Linked DNA regions of Macaca mulatta: region 2 is linked to region 1. A link is a contact called in public Hi-C data. All regions are on one chromosome and are shown on one strand. Each heading gives the region's core, a stretch centred on a gene start, on an enhancer-like site or on the middle of the called end of the contact. The rest is flanking DNA. Distances are from core to core; before and after follow the strand shown.

Region 1 (6,166 bases), core at 2,375-4,874:
TTTACCATTTTAACCACATTTAAATGTGCAGTTCGGTGGCACTAAGTTAAGTACATCCACATTAATACAGTTACCACCATCTATCTCTAAAACTTTTTATCTTTACAAATGCAAATGGAAACTGTAGCCATTAAACTCCCATTCCGATCCCCCAGGCAATCCTACCTTCTTTTCTCTGAGTTTGACTACTCTATATACTTCATATAAGTGAAATCACACAATATTTTTCCTTTTATGTCTCACTTATTTCACTGATTATAATATCTTCAATGTTCATCCATGTTGCAGTATGTATCAGAATTTCCCTCCTTTTAAAAACGAAATATTTCATTATATATCTATATATATATATATATACACACACATACTACATTTTGCTTATCAATTGACATGTAGGTTGTTTCCATCTTTTGGCTGTTGTGTACGATAATTTTTATTACATAGCAAATGAAACTGTGGCTACAAAGGGTTACAAACAGTTACAAAAACATTTGTATAGAATGACTAGAAAGATTTAGAGATGTACAAACAAAGGAATGCAATTTTAGGAAAATTCTTCTATTTTGTCTCAACTGGGCTTAAAATAGAAATGTAAATACAAAATGTTGAAGATTACAGAATGACTTATTACAAAGTAAGCTACAAATGAAGACATAAAGCTATAGTAATGCAGTCTATTTTTATATATTACTCATAAAACAGTGTAGTTATGCTAGCAACAGCTATTCTAAGGGCTATTCTTGATGCCTTCCTAGGAAGGGTCACATAGAGCCTTAACAATTATAATATGAACACGCTATCATTAAACACAAGTCAATTAACCAATGTTTCCTCAATCATTAAAGCAGTTTTCCATTTGTAAATGACTGTACTTCGCAGATACACGGATCAGAAGAAAATGGAAACCCTACAGAATGGGGATCAAATTAACATTTGTGATTAGGCCCATTTTAGCTTGAGACCCACAAACAGCCCTCTCAAGACTACAGTTATAAGGTGCAGAGCAAAGCAAAGGTCATCATGAACTGATCACTTGGAAAACTACTCTCCATTCAAACAATGTGCTTTTGTTTCCTCTTCTATGAAACAGAGATGAGAGCACCCCCACCACTGTTATGAAGAACAAATGAAACCAAAGCTCAAAACGTGCCTACTACTTAGTAATAAGCACTTAATAAGTGCTACAATTATTATTCAGTTTAGATACAAATAATTATCTCCACTTACGTCAGAAACCTATTGTGGTTCAATCTCCCTGCTCATATGCTGTAGATGTAATCTGACAGTACAAGGTAAACCAAATGTAACACTCATCTCTTCAAACAAAGATACAGAATATCATGTTAATGAAAGAACTATTTTAAAAATGACAGGGCATACATTGACAACTGAAGTAGAGAGAAATAAGGATGATGAGGGCATAAGAACTTCAAAATGTAATTTGAACACCAAATGGCTCTAACTTCATTTCCAATACATATCCCCAAGAATCCTTTGATGGAGCACACTGAACATTCTGGCTTCATCTATTAGCAATACCTTTTCTTTCCACCTGGAGAATTTCTGTCCACCCTCTTTATAGTCTCAGTTCACGTTACTTCCTGTAGTTCCTCCCAAAATCCCCAGGCAAAACTATCCCTCCATGACCCCAAAGCACTGAGTTGACAATGTTAGTAAAGCAATCCACACACTGTATTACAGTTAAGTTCTACAAGCTTATCTCCCACAGTAGCCTCTTAAGTTCGACATTGGAACCCAGTGCCACAGTCCGTGACACTAAAGGCACACAAGATGTTTGATGAATTGAAGTGGATTCTAGAAGTTTAGGGCTTGGAAGGGCCAAAGGGGCCAACACTTTCTTTCGGATGCAAAAGTGCGACACCAAGAAGACTAAACGACCTGCCTAAATTATAGACAGTGACTGTGAAAGAACGAATACTCAAGTTTCCTTTCCCAGTAAAATTCATGAGGACAAGATTGTGTGTCTGGCTGATTGCTCCCAACTGGTTCACCCAACAAAGAATCGGAGTGCGTAATACAACCTCAATTAAGTGTTTTCCATTACAAAACAATATAAATGTCAATCCATAAACGCTGGGAAACACACAAATCCTAAAGTTAAATTTTGCGCCGGTCTTGTTTCAATTCCCAATTGCAAATATTCTGAGAAACAGACAAAAATCACCTTGTAAGGCAATGTTATATGAAAATAGTATTTGTAAAACACTTAATCCTTTCCGGCACTAAGACAGTTAAAGTGAAATCTGTTTCCAGGCTTACAGATTTACAGAAGCCTGTCTACACAGAGTGAGTAAGATAATTAAAGCGGACATACAGTATATACTCAAAAAATTTATTTGCACAGTGCAGGCTATGTCAAACGCTAATAAAATGCAAGTGACAACTTGCCTCTGTGGGAACCAGACAGAAAGATTCACATTTTGAGGAAGTTCAAGTTTACCGGCCAACAGCCACACCACGATTTGCTGCCGTCATAGACGGGCCCTAAGGAGAAGGACTGCTTCCAGCAAGTCAAATACTTGGATTTCATCAACCGAGAGACAAAAGAGCCAAGGTGCGCCCAACGCACAAATGCTAAAGGAAACAATCAGTCTCCTTTCCGACCGTCAGGATTAGAAGACAGCCTGATTCCTTCCAGGAAATTCATGTAAGCAGGTCCCCAGAACTCGCTGACAAACACTGCAGCCGAAGGCGGGTATGAGGCCAAGAAAAGCCAAGGAACCACTGCGACCCCTCCAGGAGGGCGTGAGGACGGCCGAGCACAACTAGGCACAAAGGTAGAAACGCAACATCTGGGCGGGTCCTGGCGCCAACTCCGATCTCAGGGCCTCCGCGCGCCCAGGGGGCCAGATGCTCAGACCTTGGACTACGGGTCCCCTCGTGGCGGGCAGGCGGCCGATTCCACTTACAGGAGGCCGCAGGCCTTCATGGACCCCAAAGCCTACAGGCCAAGTCACCCCCACAGAGAGGCCGCCCCGTCTCTCAGCAACGGCCGCAGCCAGGAGCCGCCGCCCACCCCGGCCCGGATCAGCCTGCCCGCGGCCTTTCTCCTCCTGTCCCCTATCCCGCAGGCCAAATCGGGCTGGTCTTAGTCCCGAACGGTCTTTGGGGCCTCTTCTCCACTCGCTAGGGTCCGGGGCGGTGGGAGAGAGCAGGGACTACAAGGAGGGTCGGCTAGGGTGCTACTGCCCCCTCAACACTCACCATGGCGACTCCCCACAGCCTGCAGCAAGGAGCACCCACCCCGCGCGGAGCCTCCCGCGGTCATGTGACGCTGCGGCCCCTCCAAGCCCCGCCCTCTCTAGCCCCACCCCCGGGCCCTACAGGCTGCTCATTGATTGGCCTACTTCTAGGAACCGAAGTCTCGCGTGCTTATTGGCCCCGGCCACTTAACGCTAGATGGACGGACCTGGGCGCCAGCCAATCTCACCACAGCGTGTGAGAGTGGGCGGTGGGTGCAGCGCAGTGGGGATCCCCCGGCGGCAGACAGGAGACAACAGGAGGGAAAGGCAGTGTGTGATGAGTTTGTCAAGAAGAAAGGAATGGAAGGAGGGAAAGCCTACAAGTCCACACTCACCATATCTGCCTTGGCGAGTGGGCTAGTGATGCGCATGCGCGAAAGGAAGACCCTGATTGGCTTGTGGGACGGTCTCAATGTCCTGTCCCAACCAATCCACATGAGCCGGGGGTGGGGCCTGGCTCTCACTGGCTGGTGCAGCCTTTGCGCGCGGGTTTCATTGCCCCGCGGCTTTTGCCCGAGTTGTTCGCTTTAGTCCCGGCGCTATGGGGTCGGAGCTGATCGGGCGCCTAGCCCGGCGCCTGGGTCTTGCCGAGCCCGACATGCTGAGGTGAGTTCGGCCGCGCAAGACCAGGGCTGGGCTCCCGCCTCGCGGCCCTGGGCCCTCAGGCGAGGCCGGCGCCCTTCCCAGGCGTCGGGCGGCGCGGAAGTGACGGGGAGCGCTGGGGCCGCGCGGGGTTTAGGGCCTACTTCAAGAGAAACTTCCCGGCCGTAAGCTTGAATGAGATGGCAAGAAGGGCGATAGCAAACGGTGATGGCAAACGTCCCTGGGAACAGCCAGCCCTGTCCGCGGGTAGCACGGTGGTAGAAAAATGAGCCAGGGAGAATTTGCCGCTCATTCCGCCAACGCCTACTGCAGTCGGGTTTACAGCAGGGAACCCGACAACGTGGCGCAGACTCCGTTGTCTATAAGGGCGAGGACCTTAACCGGGCCGTGTGCCAGAACCACTGGGCGTGGGGTGGAGCGCGGCCTAGCGGCTGCCTTTAACAAAACAACAAAAACTCGGAAAAGCGGGCGCTGTTCCCGCTGAGGCCGGATTGATGGCAGGTGCTAGGCGAGGAAAGATATGGCAAGAGCTGCCCAGGCAGGGACGACAGCTCCTGCAAAAGCCTTGAGATGGGAAGCGGGATCCGGGGTTCGAAATAAAGCCATTGTAGCTAAAACGTGGAGCAGTCAGGCGAGGGAAGGCAAGGAATAGAGCACTTAAAAGATTTGAAGACACGCCTGCAAGACTCGGTAGTCGTTTAGAACAGTGGTTCTCAAAATGTGGTTCCTGGGCCAGCAACAGCCATATCATCTTGTCTCTTGTTAGAAATACAAATTCTTCGGTCCCACCTCAAGCCTACTGATTAGTAACTCGGCCTGGGACCCAGTAATTTGTTTTCACAAGCCCCCAAGGTGATTCTCGCCTACAATTAAGTTTAAGAACTACTGATTTAAAGGAATAGGAGGAAAGGAGGAACCCTGGTCTAACCTGCCTGCCTCTGTGATAGTTCATGCTTGTTCCAGTAATGGAAGGAGGAAAGAAGGGTTATTTTTTTGTCGAAATTTAACTTCCTTTTGCCTGAAAGCATTTGAGCACAGTGATGTTCGGAGTCAGTGCTGGTTCTGTCTTCCTCTCCCCAGAGGTATGACCTTCATTCCCAGCCCCAGATAAACGTGCCACAGGAGTTAGGTTTAGTGTGAAGCTAACCAGGCTGTATTCATTGTTTACCAACGTGTTGAGCAAACTTCTGAATAAGTTGTAGCAAACACACTGCCCTTTTAACCAGGAAAGCAGAGGAGTACTTGCGTCTGTCCCGGGTGAAGTGTGTCGGCCTCTCTGCGCGCACCACGGAGACCAGCAGTGCAGTCATGTGCCTGGACCTTGCAGCTTCCTGGATGAAGTGTCCCTTGGACAGGGTAAGTAGGTCCCACCGAATGTCTGAATAATCCAGTGTAACAGTGAAGCTCTTTTAACTTTTGGTTGAACTAAACCCCAGTAAAATCCCTTGTTTTAGATTGGTCTGGCTATTCTTGTATGTTATTCTGGAAATACTGTAGAATCATTTTGCTTTGGAAAAAAATTTTGCCATGTTTTCTTTACTCATCACTGTTTTCCCTGACCACCTCTTTCTCGGCTGGAGGCCGTCTTCCACATTGCTGCTAGCATTACCCTCGTTTTAAAGCACGTCCAAACCCCTGTGCTTTTCTTCCAATGTCACAGTGTTTGAGAGAACAAGCTTTGGGGTCAGGAGGAGTTGCGTGTTGAGGTCAAATCTCCACACTAGCTAGTTCTGTTAGCCTCCAGTTGTCATCCATAAAGTGAAGATAAAATCCAATTTCGCTGGATTATTGTGAGGAGGATTAAACGTACATAACACCGTTAACACGGTACCTGTGTCATAATGTTACACTCATTAAATGGTAATATTAAAAACAAAGCTTTGTTGATGACCATCAAACCCTCCAGCCTCTCTTGAATCCTGGCCTCAAGCTACAGTATTCACTTAACAGACTCTTCACTTCAATGATTTGTGGCTTTGAAAATGCAATACCTTGTTTTTTCCTGTAGTACTCTTCTGGTAAACTATTTGTCTTACATGACCCTGTCTTATTGTTACATTGAAACTTTACTCAAGTCTCCCAGACAGAGCTGGTTTCCCACAGTGGAGCCTCCTGTTTCTTTTCCTACTTTCCTTTTCCTCTTTCACACACACACACACACACACACACACACACACACACCGCCGCCCCATCCCGTCCCTACTCCACTCCCAGTACTTCTCTCCTTCCTTTTCCCAATAAATAACAGTTAGCACCTTTGTATAAACACAAGTAACCATATATGTGTTTCCTGTGGTTTT
Region 2 (6,166 bases), core at 2,644-5,143, 150 kb after region 1:
AGTTTACAGGTGCCTGCCACCATGCCCGGCTAATTTTTGTATTTTTGGTAGAGACAGGTTTTCACCATGTTGGCCAGGCTGGTCTCGAACTCCTGACCTCAGGTGATCCACCCGCCTCGGCCTTCCAAAGTGTTGGGATTACAGGTGTGAGCCACCGTGCCTGGCCTGGATTTTTTAAATCTGCAAAAAAAAAAAAAAAAAAAAAAATCTCGTCCTATAGTGTTTCACTGATTTTTCACCTTTTTTTTTTTTTTTTTTTTGAGACGGAGTCTCTGTCGCCCAGGCTGGAGTACGGTGGTGCGATCTTGGCTCACTGCAACCTCTGCCTCCCAGGTTCAAGCAATTCTCCTGCCTCAGCCTCCCCAGTAGCTGGGGCTACAGGTGCATGCCACCACGCCCAGCTAATTTTTTAGTAGAGATGGTGTTTCACCGTGTTAGCCAAGATGGTCTGGAACTCCTGACCTCGTGATCCACTAGCCTCTGCCTCCCAAAGTATTGGGATTACAGGTGTGAGCCACTGCGCACGCCATTTAACTGATTTTTTAAAAGCTCTAAAATAATTACATTACAGATAACTCATTTAGATTCTTTATTACTGAGAGAACCAAAGGAACTTATACCAGACATATTTGCTATCCATCACATAAAATTTCCTTTAAATTAAAAAAAAGCTGCTCTATTTTTTTAAAAAACAAAGACAAAAACAGAAGCATACACAAAAGATACCAGAAAACTGACAAGAATCTTGAGTACCACTGCACACAAAATAGCTCAGTGATTTTGAGTGACTGATGGATATGAAACCCCTTGAAAATAAAAGTATTGTGGTTTAATATGTTTTAGAATGATATGTTCAACAGAAGCCTGCAAAGGAGATGTTACAAAGCAGTTGATAATCTAGCTTTTTCTTGTTTGCTGATCTCTGTACCAGTCTTTCAAACTTACGCACACACACACAAGTAAATCTAATCAACTGGGAAATCTCAAATTTAAAGATTTTACATTTATGTTTATAAACTATACCTAAATTCTAATTTAATGTTTTTTAGGCAACTTAGAATCATAGCAGTAATCTAATGTTTAGAAAATGGCTTTCTAGATTATAATCATATTCTGGTTTGTAACTAAAAGAAGCCAGTACTTTTAAATTAGAAAGCTAAAATTAATCCATTATTTTTTCACATCAGGTTCATATCACCAAAAGTTTTAATTAGTCCTTATACACGTTATATTCACTTAAGTATTTGGAATAAAGGACAAAACAAACCAACTCATTAAATTACGTACTAGTTTGCTATGGGCAGAATTATGCGCCCCCCACATACCCAAATTCATATATTGAAGCCTTAACCCCAATGTGATGGTATTTGGAGATGGGGCCTTTGAGAGATAATTAGATTTAAATTAAGTCATGAGGGTGGGGCCCTCATGATGTGATTAGAGACCTTTTATGAAAAGGGAGGCCGGGCGCGGTGGCTCAAGCCTGTAATCCCAGCACTTTGGGAGGCCGAGATGGGCGGATCACGAGGTCAGGAGATCCAGACCATCCTGGCTAACACAGTGAAACCCCGTCTCTACTAAAAAATACAAAAAACTAGCTGGGCGAGGTGGCGGGCGCCTGTAGTCCCAGCTACTCGGGAGGCTGAGGCAGGAGAATGGCGTAAACCTGGGAGGCGGAGCTTGCAGTGAGCTGAGATTCGGCCACTGCACTCCAGCCCGGGCGACAGAGCAAGACTCCCTCTCAAAAAAAAAAAAAAAAAGAAAAGGGAGAGAGCTTGACCCTCTCTCCGCCATGTGAGGCCACCAAGAAGACAGCCATCTGCAAGCCAAGAAGAGAGCCCTCACCAGAACATAACCATGCTTGCACCATTATCTTGGACTTCCAGCCTCCAGAACTGTGAGAAAATAAATTTCTGTTGTTTAAGCCACCCAGTCTATGGTATTTTGTTATTACAGCCAAAGCTGGGAAAGCTGATTTTATATGAAAGAATAAATATGGGGAAGGGGGTGTATAATAAAATGAATGTGATCTTTCCAAATAAAACACTGATCCTGTTTTGTTGAAGTTTTTCAGAAACTCCTATAAGTTTAGTATCCTTTGCTCTTTTATATAAAAATAGTCATAAAAAACTGGCTATTTTTCCCAAAAGGTTGCTTTATGCCAATTAGAACGAAGTCAGGATTTGCAAATATTTGTGCCTTACAGAAACTGGAATGCATAACGCATACCCCATGTAAACCTTATACTTCTACACAATTAACTGGAATAATTGGAAATGATTTAAACACTGAAATAATCTCCCACAAAGAGTCATATCGCAAAGACCAGTTTTGTCAAAATTTAACAAATTTAGTTTAGTAGTAAGAATGAAAGTAACTCTTTGGAAAACATGACTAAACTGTTTTTATACTGCATACTGGCATAGCTCCTACACTGTATTTCTTGCACAACCTTTTTCTGATGAGCGTTTGTAGTACAGCCCATAAAGGATACTTAATAAAACATGTAACATGTTTTCTGTTACAAGATTTGAAAAACCTACAAGAATTATCCTTGAAAAATGCACTAAAGTCAGCTTATTAAAAAGTCACCAGCCATTTCAAATTACTCTTGATTTTAAAAAATTTAAAAAGGCGGGGGGGAGGGGAGGCGAGAAAGGTAGTCATTTTGAAAAAATTCACTCAGTGGAAAAGGAAAAAACACACCCAGATCTACACGCTGGTAACAAATGAGGGCCTTACGAATGCTTTTAATTGAAGGAGTTTTAACTCATTCGATGTTAAGGCTTAAAGGAATGTCTATTATTCCAGTAAAGAATTGAGACACGCTTCAACACAGAGAACACTGAAATGAGATGTTTAAATTACAACTATTACACCATGAACTCAATGTAGAAAGGAATCGTTTCAAATTCAAGAAACCAGATAGAGAGAGAGGGAGGGAGAGAGAGACAGAGAGAGACAGAGATATAGATCTAGAAGCAGACAGGCCAAATTTGTAACAGTGGATACTGCGAGGGGTGGGGATACTACGAGCGCCCAAAAAGGAGGAAGGGCTTAAACGGGGGCCTTATTCAATCATGAACCATTAAAAACAACGTAAATGCAGGATTCGCGATTGCACAGCAAAAATATAATAAATACGTGAGGAGGGGAAAAAAAAATCTCCAAATTCGCCGAAACTCAAAATCATTACACGCGGCCCGCTTTGTCCCACTCAGGCGCCCGCCCCGGTCGCTGAGGCGCCGTTTTGGGGGAGCCCCGCACCCGTCGGAACCGGGAACAAAGCCGCCCGGGCCGCAGGAGGGGCTCTCGGAGCCAGGGCCTGGCCTGGGAGGCGGGCGCACGGCGCCCTCTCGCCGGGGCTGCCGCCCGCAGGCTCCCACCGCTGTCACCGCCGCCGGCGAGAAGAGTCTGGGGCGCCAGACAGCCGCCCAATGAGCCCACCACAGGCGTGCTCCCCCAGCTGCCGGGACACAGCAGGAGGGGCTCGGTTGTCTGGCCGCCGCCAGGCGGATACTGGCTGGCCACGGCCCCGGGCTCTTCCCGCGAAACCCCTCGGTGCAGCCCGACCGGCCCCGGACCCCCACCGCCGCCGCCGCGGCCGGGCCCAAGGACCTGCCCACCGCTCAGCCACCGAGAGCCCGGCGAGGTCCCCCTCCACAGGCAACGGCCGCCAAGCCACTGCCGCCCGCCCGCGCGCCCGGCCCCCAGCACCCACCTGTTGGTCGCACTCGGGGCATGATTTGGTGGCCATCTTCACTTTCTTGGCTCGAGTTGCAGACATGCTCCTCTACCTCAGCGGCGGCGGCAGCGACGGCTCGGGCTCCTCCCCTCGCACTTCGGCAGCCCGGCCTCCGGCCGCCCCGTCCCCGCAAGCCTCACCAAGCCTCTGGCGGGTGCGCGCGCGCGCGCGTGCGCGAGCTCGCGCGGAACCTGCGCGCCAAGGGGGCGGGGCGGGGCGTCGGCTGGCGGCTCCTGGGGACAGCGACACGCGCTCCCACTACGACTTGCGACCCACAGCTCGCCCGCGAGCTCGCCCAGAGTATCACTGGAGGAGAAGAGACCTCCCGGACCGCCCCGGCGCGGCAGTGGCCACGCCTCCTCTCGGCCTGGCCGACTACGAGGGGGCAAGGCCTGGGCGGGACTCGGCAGTAACGGGCGTCGAGCTCGACCAACGAAGGCACAGGTAGGGCGGGCCGTAGTGCTGGGCACGCCCCCTCCCCATGGAACGAGAACGTGGGAGCGAAGGCTGGGGAATGAATGGTGAAGGGCGTAGCGTGGATCCTGGCATTTAATAAACTTCAGTAGGCTGGGCGCGGTGGCTCATGCCTGTACTCCCGGCACTTTGGGAGGCCGAGGCGGGCGGATCACGAGGTCAGGAGATCGAGACCATCCTGGCTAACACGGTGAAACCCTGTCTCTACTAAAAATACAAAAAATTAGCCGGGCGTGGTGGCGGACGCCTGTAGTCCCAGCTCCTCGGGAGGCTGAGACAGAAGAATGGCGTGAACCCGAGAGGCGGAGCTTGCAGTGAGCCGAGATCGCGCCACTGCACTCCAGCCCGGGCGACAGAGCAAGACTCCGTCTCAAAAAAAAAAAAAAGCAAACAAAAAAACTTCAGTAGATGTTACCAAGGCTAATCGTTGAGGAATTATGATAGACATTTTATGAGAGCATTGGACCTAGCAGCAGAGTGAAAATTTATTTATTTATTCAATATATAATTGCCTAAGTCCCACTGTCAGGAAAATTTGAATAAAATGCAGTGTCAGCCTTCAAGGAGCAGCCTAGCTGTGTAAACCAGTGCTACTCACTATCAAGAGGAGGGATCAGTTGTTTTTCTTTTTCCAATCTGTCCGTGACTGATACTTACTAAATTAACATTAAATAAATTATTCGAGGCCGGGGGCAATGGCTCACGCCTGTAATCCCAGCACTGTGGGAAACCCAGGCGGGCGGATCACTTAAGCCCAGGAGTTCGAGACCACGCTGGGCAACATAGCGAGATCCCCATCTCTACAAAAAGTAAAAGATTTTAAAAATTTAGCTGAGCATGGTGGCCCATGCCTGGAGTGGGAGGATCGCTTGAGCTTATGAGGTTGAGGCTTCAGAGAACCGAGATTGCGGCCACTGCACTCTAGCCTGAGTGATAGTGGGAGACCCTGTCTCCAAAAAAAAAAAAAAAAAAAAAAAAAAAAAAAAGGGCCGGGCGCGGTGGCTCACGCCTGTAATCCCAACACTTTGAGAGGCCTAGGCAGGTGGATCACCTGAGGTCGAGAGTTCGAGACCAGCTTGGCCAACATGGTGAAACCCCATCTCTAGTAAAAATACAAAAATTAGCCAGGTGCGGTGGTGCACGTCTGTAATGCCAGCTACTTGGGAGGCTGAGGCACGAGAATCGCTTGAACCTGGGAGGCGGAGGTTGCAATGAGCCAAGATTGCACCACTGCACTCCAGACTGGGCGACAGAGCGAGACTCTGTCTCGGAAAGAAAAAAAAAAGGCCGGGCGCGGTGGCTCACGCCTGTAATCCCAGCACTTCGGGAGGCCAAGGCTAGCTAACACAGTGAAACCCCGTCTCTACTAAAAATACAAAAAAGTAGCCGGGTATGTTGGCGGGCGCCTGTAGTCCCAGCTACTCGGGAGGCTGAGGCCGGAGAATGGCGTGAACCCGGGAGGCGGAGCTTGCAGTTAGCTGAGATCGCGCCACTGCACTCTAGTCGGACTTCGTCGGAAGGGGAGGGGAGAGGAGGGGACGGGAGGGAAGGGGAGGGGGGAGTTAAAAACAACTCTGCAAAATGTAAGCTTACTTTTAAATATTTAATTTGACAGACCCAGAGTTATGCTTAATAAACAATCAGAACAAACATAACAGAAAGAAAATAATTTACAAACTGTACACGTTGCTCAGAGAAAATTTGCCAATATGCATTTATTACAGAGACTGGCTATTCCACTGATAACTTTTTATTCTACAATTGTTAACTAAAGCAAAGTTATGAGTTACAATTGTATATAGTAAATGCCTGTAAGCACACTTTGTATAAATAACAGGTATATAAATGTTTAAAGCTTTTAATATGAAACCCACGAGATTGCTTCCTGTTTGATCATTTACAGGCATACTTTGGAGAGACTAGGGGTTCAGTTCCAAGCCATTACAA

What was found. Hi-C and Micro-C count contacts between places; a contact is called where the count stands out from the background.
Region 2: a contact with region 1 is called in a Hi-C map of liver, with 2.8 times the contacts expected there. The contact joins the promoter of C20H16orf87 here to the promoter of VPS35 in region 1. A contact is called at or near these places in 2 of 14 Hi-C or Micro-C datasets (cortical neurons and liver).

What each region holds. Positions count from the first base shown.
Region 1 is chr20:42,110,734-42,116,899 of T2T-MMU8v2.0, forward strand. It overlaps VPS35 (VPS35 retromer complex component), which reads right to left and starts at 3,625. Exons shown (of 17, transcript XM_015126074.3): 1 at 3,431-3,625. ORC6 (origin recognition complex subunit 6) reads left to right here and starts at 3,737. Exons shown (of 7, transcript NM_001194605.2): 1 at 3,737-3,869; 2 at 5,093-5,222. The coding sequence starts at 3,805.
Region 2 is chr20:42,260,230-42,266,395 of T2T-MMU8v2.0, forward strand. It overlaps C20H16orf87 (chromosome 20 C16orf87 homolog), which reads right to left and starts at 3,894. Exons shown (of 4, transcript NM_001194607.2): 1 at 3,722-3,894. The coding sequence starts at 3,787.